2 separate regions of the Oryctolagus cuniculus genome follow, and region 1 is linked to region 2. The links are chromatin contacts, called in public Micro-C maps. All regions are on one chromosome and are shown on one strand. Each heading gives the region's core, a stretch centred on a gene start, on an enhancer-like site or on the middle of the called end of the contact. The rest is flanking DNA. Distances are from core to core; before and after follow the strand shown.

Region 1 (2,700 bases), core at 147-2,646, 38 kb after region 2:
AAAGAGATACACGGTACACTGTTCACGATAAAACACACCTAGGCACCCAGAGTAAGGATCAGAAAGGCACCGCCCTCCAGGGCATGGGGAAGGGTGCAGACACGCCCCAGGGTGCCTCTCAAAGTATAGGGGTCTCCGGAGGGGGGATTCCGGGGCGTGGGACACGGCCCTTTAAGAGAGTGATTCTTCCTCCCAATCCTTTCAAGACACCTGTGAGGTGGCTCTCCCGGGCAGGGGTGCAGGGGGGATAGTGGCTGACCAGGCTAAGCTGGGTCTGGCCCTAGGCGACAGTGCCCGAGCCACGACAGGAAATGGCTCTCTGAACTGGGCTGGGTCACCGCTTGGAGACCGCTGTCGCCGCCACCCCCACCCCCAGGACCCCTCCCTCCACACCCATTCGCCCACCCCCTCACGCGCGCACCCAGGATTCAGGCAGGACACGCCTTCCGCTCCTGCTCGGCTCCGAGCGCGGGCTCCACGGTCGGGCCCAGCTCCCTCCGGCCCCCGGGGTGTGGCCGCCCACCTGCCAGCAGGGAGTCTCTGCCCGGCTGGGCCGCCCCCGCCGCCGCCGCCACCCACCGCCCGGGCCAGGTGCCGGACTCCCGGCGACAGCAGCTCCCGGGCCGCCGCCCCCACCCCTTCCTCCCGACAGTGCGGAGACAAAGCCGCGCACACGCACACGGGGGCTACGCGGGTGCACACCCGCGCTCACACGCGCACACACGGGAACCACACTGGCGCGCACACGGCGACACACACTCACACCTCCCACCCCTGGCTCCAGCCGCAAGCGAAGCCACGGGCACACCCTCGGTAGCACGCACACACTCTCGGCTACACACTGGGACACACCCTCTCACAGACACACTCGCGGAGGACACCCGCAAGCACACACGCCCTCACCAGAGGTGCTCAGGCCACCCGCGGGGCGCACACTCGGCGCACACGCGCGCGCGCGCCCCGAGCATCCCCTTGCACCGATCCCGAGCACAAGCGCGCTCACACCCACACGCCCGGAACCCTGGGCCCCGACGCACGTTCCCGCGCCAGCTCCGAAGCGCTCGAACCGAGCCGGAGGCTCCGGACCCTGGCGCCCGCCCCCCGGAGCCCGCCTGCCGGCTGTCAGTGCTCGCGAGTCGGGGACAGCGCCCGCAGCGCCCGGCGATCACCCCCCCCCCAACACACACGCGAGCTCGGACGTGGAGGCGGCCCCGGGGCCAGCGCCCGGTGCCGGGCGGGCTCACCTGGCGGCCGCAGCTCGGCTTCCGGACGCTGATGTCCCTCGGTCTCCGCGTCCGGCGGCCGCCCCGGCGGGCTCCGAGGCGCACTGGAGCTGCGCAGAAATGCCCCGCTCGCTGGCTCACTCGCTCGCTCCTTCCCTCCCTCCCACGGCGCTCAGCCCCCTCCCCGCCCGCCCCCACGCCCCCTCTCCCCCTCCGCCCCGCCCCGGCCGGCTGCCCCGGAGGAGGCGGCGGCGGCGGCGATCCCGGCAGCCCAGGCAGCAGTCGCCGGCGGACTAGCGAGCGCCGCGGCCAGTCGGCGGCGGCCGGAGTCACGCCAGAGCCGGAGCCCAGGCCGGGGCCGCGCGTCGGGAGGAGCCGCGCCGGCCCCGGGGAGGGGAGCAGAGGAGGGGGTTGCGCCAGCGAGCCCGCCCGCCGCCGGGGTCCGCCGCCCGCCTCCGCACGTGGGCCCGGCGCCTACCTGAGCCGCGGCGGAGCTCAGAGGCCCGGCGCCAGCGGCGGGGCGAGGCGGAGCAGGAGACCCCCGCCGGGGCCTCGTGGCCCTCTCAGTCCCAGCCGGGTGGGCTCGGGCCCCGCCCCCGCCTCCTCCCGGGTCCCTGCCAGCGCCGACCTCGGCTTTCCCTGGCTCACACGCCTCGGCTCTCGGCCCGGTGGCCCGGACTAACCCCGCGGTCCGGAGCCCGGCTCGCCCGCCTCGTCTGCCCCGGGCCGGGACCTGGCCTACGCCCACCCGCCTCCACGCCACCCTGCCATTGTTCCTGCGGCCGGAGCTCGCCGCGCATGGCGCCGGGGGCTGCGGGGACCCTGACGCCCACCTTCCACAGGCCCGGGCACCTCCACGGTGGAGTCCACGACACCTACCGGCGTTCCTTCGGGTTCTGCTTTAAGTAGACTGAGGCTCCGGCGAGGGAAGAACTGGCCTAAGTTGAAGGAGCCCAGGATAGCGTCTGTGTCCCCACACCAGAGATGAAGAAATCGATGGATTTCCTGCCCTGGGGCTCCTGGGGCAGGGCCAGACCCTCCAGAAGCGCCCTGGGCTGGGAACCCGGGCCTCCTTTGTTAGAACTAAAGCCCAGAAGCCCGAGCAAGAAGCAGTGTTCGGGAACTTGTGAGGTTTTCCTGCGAAGTCAGGACGCGTGCAGAGGCCTGCTACCTGCAGGAGCTTCCACTGCTTTGTCTCATTTGGCCCTGACCGCGTCTTAAGCGGCAGCGGGCCTCCCCCCATTTTGCAGCTGGACAGCTTGTCCCAGGTCTCCCCTCCAGGCAGGAAGGCCCAGGTGAAGCCCAGCAGTGCCGGTTCCTGGTTTTGGTCCCTGCCTCTGCTATAGGAGGATGCTAAAAGCAGGTGCAAAGTGAGCCGCTGAGAACACCAGGAGTCAGGGAGGGACCCCGAGAACTTCCACACATGGAGGGAGGGCAAAACTAAGCAGACCTGAGCATGGCCTGTTCAAGAGGGAAA
Region 2 (2,700 bases), core at 198-2,697:
ACCACCGGGGCCTAGAGACACGTGGGCGCCCAGCTACGTTCACACCATGCACCAGCAGTGACACCTGAATGCAGCCCAGGACCACGGAGCTCCCTGTCCCACTGGAGGGGCCGCTGTCCTCTGCTGTCCCTGTCTCTGCCGCAGCCAGTTTGACAGTCAAATGTCAACAGTCCGCCCCCAATTCCAGCAGGCGGCCTTATGGAAAGAGCGAGACAGATCTGGGTTCAAATCCCAGCCCCACAACTTCCTTTATTTAGTAGAAGACAACGGGGCAGAGGCGGAGAGCTCGGGTTACGGCGTCTCTGCTTCGGTCTTCTCTTCTACAAAGCCTGTCTCACCTGTCACTCAGGCACAGGATGAGACAGACAGGAGCTGGCTCTGCTCTGGAGGAGGCAGCCGCTGAGTGACAGCTGTGGTGCTAGTCTTATTTATTTATTAATTTATTTGAAACACTTACTTATTTATTTGAAATGCAGAGTTACAGAGAGCGAGGGAGAGACAGAGAGACAGAGATCTTCCATCTGCTGGTTCATTCCCCAAATGGCTGCAACAGCCAGGGCTGGGCCAGGCCAAAACCAAGAGCCGGGAGCTTCTTCCTGGGCTCTGGTGTGGGCCACCCTCCACTGCTCTCGCAGGCCATTAGCAGGGTGCTGGATTGGGGGAGCAGCCGGGATTGGGACTGCAGCGTCCCGGGTGGTGACTCTATCTGCCACACCACGGTGCCAGCCCTGGTCATTCGAATCTGTAATGCCACGATCAGGAGATGCGTGACCGTGGTGTTTCAGCAGACGGCAGGAACTTGCCTTGGTCTGAGTTCCAGCTCGCTCAGTTCCCTTCAGGAATCTCTGGGTGTGAAAGCTGACCAGGGCCCCACTGTACAGACAATGGAGTCGAAACCCAGCTCAAGGTCATGGGGCAAATTCACGAGAGCGCTGAGCTATACCCCAGATCTCTTGATTTCCCCCAGCCTTAGTCCCGGGGGCCAGCTAACTGCCCAGTGCCACGTTTGTACGCGGACTTGAGGGGAGGGGACGGTGACCTTTTGGGTCCCAAATACCAAAATGTAGCTGACCTCAGCCAGAACGGGACAGGGGCAACCTCGCGGCAAGCCAGGCCAGAGGCAGGGTGGTGCCCCGTGCCGGCGGACCAGGCCAACTGGGCCGGCAGCCAGAGTGGCGCCGTCGGCACAGCTCAGGGCCCTCTCACCCGCCACATAATAAAGTAATTATGGGATTAGGGATAAAATTAGTCACTTGTGTAATTATTTTCCTAAGAACAAGAGCAGAAAGGGCCTTTTTACAGAGCTGCTCCTTGGCCCTCCCGAGAGTATTCAAGCAGAGATGCAGATGAGCACGCGCGCGCACACACACACACACACGTGCACGTGCACGTGCACACAGCAAGGGCAGTACATGGAGGGGGCACTGGCCCTCCGTGGCAGGGCCTCCCAGAGGGTCTCTCTCCCCAGTGTTTGCCTCACTGAACACCATCGCAAGTCCACTGCCTCCCTGCCGGGCCCCTGCCCGCGGAGTCCTGTGGGACAGTCCCCAGCCACAGCGTCTCAGGCCCAGGCTGCCCCGCGTCCCCTTGATCTTGGGGGCTGCTGACACAACAGCGGCAGGACCTAGGGGTCCACTAAACCCAGAGCCATCCCTAGCATTGGCCACCGTGCTAAGCAGCATGTCCAGGTCCTTGTGCCCAGAACCTGTGAAAGGGTCCCCCCACAGGACCACAGGGAGTCAGCGGGTGCGACCCGTGAAGCACTTTGAGAGGGTGAGACAATCTCAGATCGTCCAGACAGAACCACTGCGATCACAGGGTCCTCGGAAGACAAAGAGGGAGGCAGGGGAGGCAGAACCAGGGACGTGACAACAGAAGCAGAGAGTGGGGACCGGCGCTGTGGTATAGTGGGTAAAGCCGCTACCCGCAGTGCCGGCATCCCATACAGACGCCGGTTCGAGTCCCACTGCTCCACTTCCGATCCAGCTCTCTACTAATGGTCTGGGAGAGCAGTGGAGGATGGTCCAAGTGCTTGGGCCCTTGCACCAGCATGGGAGACCCAGAAAAAGCTCCTGGCTCCTGGCTTTGAATCAGCGCTGCTCCAGCTGTTGTGGCCACTTGGGGAGTGAACCAGTGGATGGAAGACCTCTCTCTCTCTGCCTCTCTGTAACTCTGCCTTTCAAACAAAATAAATAAATCTTTAAATAAATACATCGTCAAGAAGCAGCAGCAGAGTGGAAGAAGGCTATGGCCAAGGGACCCGGGCAGCCTCAGAGCCTGCCCTTGCCACTCCACCTGCGCCAGGTTGTCAGCCCCCTAAGGCCGCTTTGCAAACATCCGCCCCCCAGAACCCCAGGGGAACACAGCCGCGTGTGTCGAGCCACTGGGTGTGTGGTGTTTTGTAGCAGCAGCGTCAGGAGCTAACACAGCTGCCTGAGGAGGGAACCAGGGAGTCCACCTGTTCCCGCAGGTTGAAACCCTCAAGGAAACGCCCACCTCAGCCCAGGGAGACCCTGGGGCCCAGAAGCCCTCTGAATATGCCTGCAGGAAGGGGCCTGGCTGGGCCCCCGCTCAGGCTCGCGTGGACGTGGGGCACCCGGGCGCAGGCTGTGTGCTTACCCCGCCACACGGCAGGTGAATCACTGCGCGGCCCAGCCCCCAGCTGAGGAAATCGGCTCAAGGGTTAGAGAAGGGCCTCCG

The links. A called contact is a pair of places that touch in the nucleus more often than the background predicts.
Region 1: a Micro-C map of ear pinna shows a contact between it and region 2, with 2.1 times the contacts expected there. The contact joins the promoter of EPB41L1 here to the enhancer-like site in region 2. A contact is called at or near these places in 2 of 6 Hi-C or Micro-C datasets (ear pinna and skin fibroblasts).

Annotation. Positions count from the first base shown.
Region 1 is chr11:22,184,830-22,187,529 of mOryCun1.1, forward strand. EPB41L1 (erythrocyte membrane protein band 4.1 like 1) reads right to left here and starts at 1,397. Exons shown (of 24, transcript XM_070051888.1): 1 at 1,245-1,397.
Region 2 is chr11:22,146,899-22,149,598 of mOryCun1.1, forward strand. The region is part of intron 2 of EPB41L1 (erythrocyte membrane protein band 4.1 like 1); the gene reads right to left. Among named protein-coding and RNA genes, the nearest start is that of EPB41L1, 38 kb to the right of the region's middle. Within about 2 kb of position 1,448, at least 1 of the 8 cell types and tissues checked has an H3K27ac peak or open chromatin away from gene starts, as enhancers often do. A contact at or near this core is called in ear pinna, where this site is marked.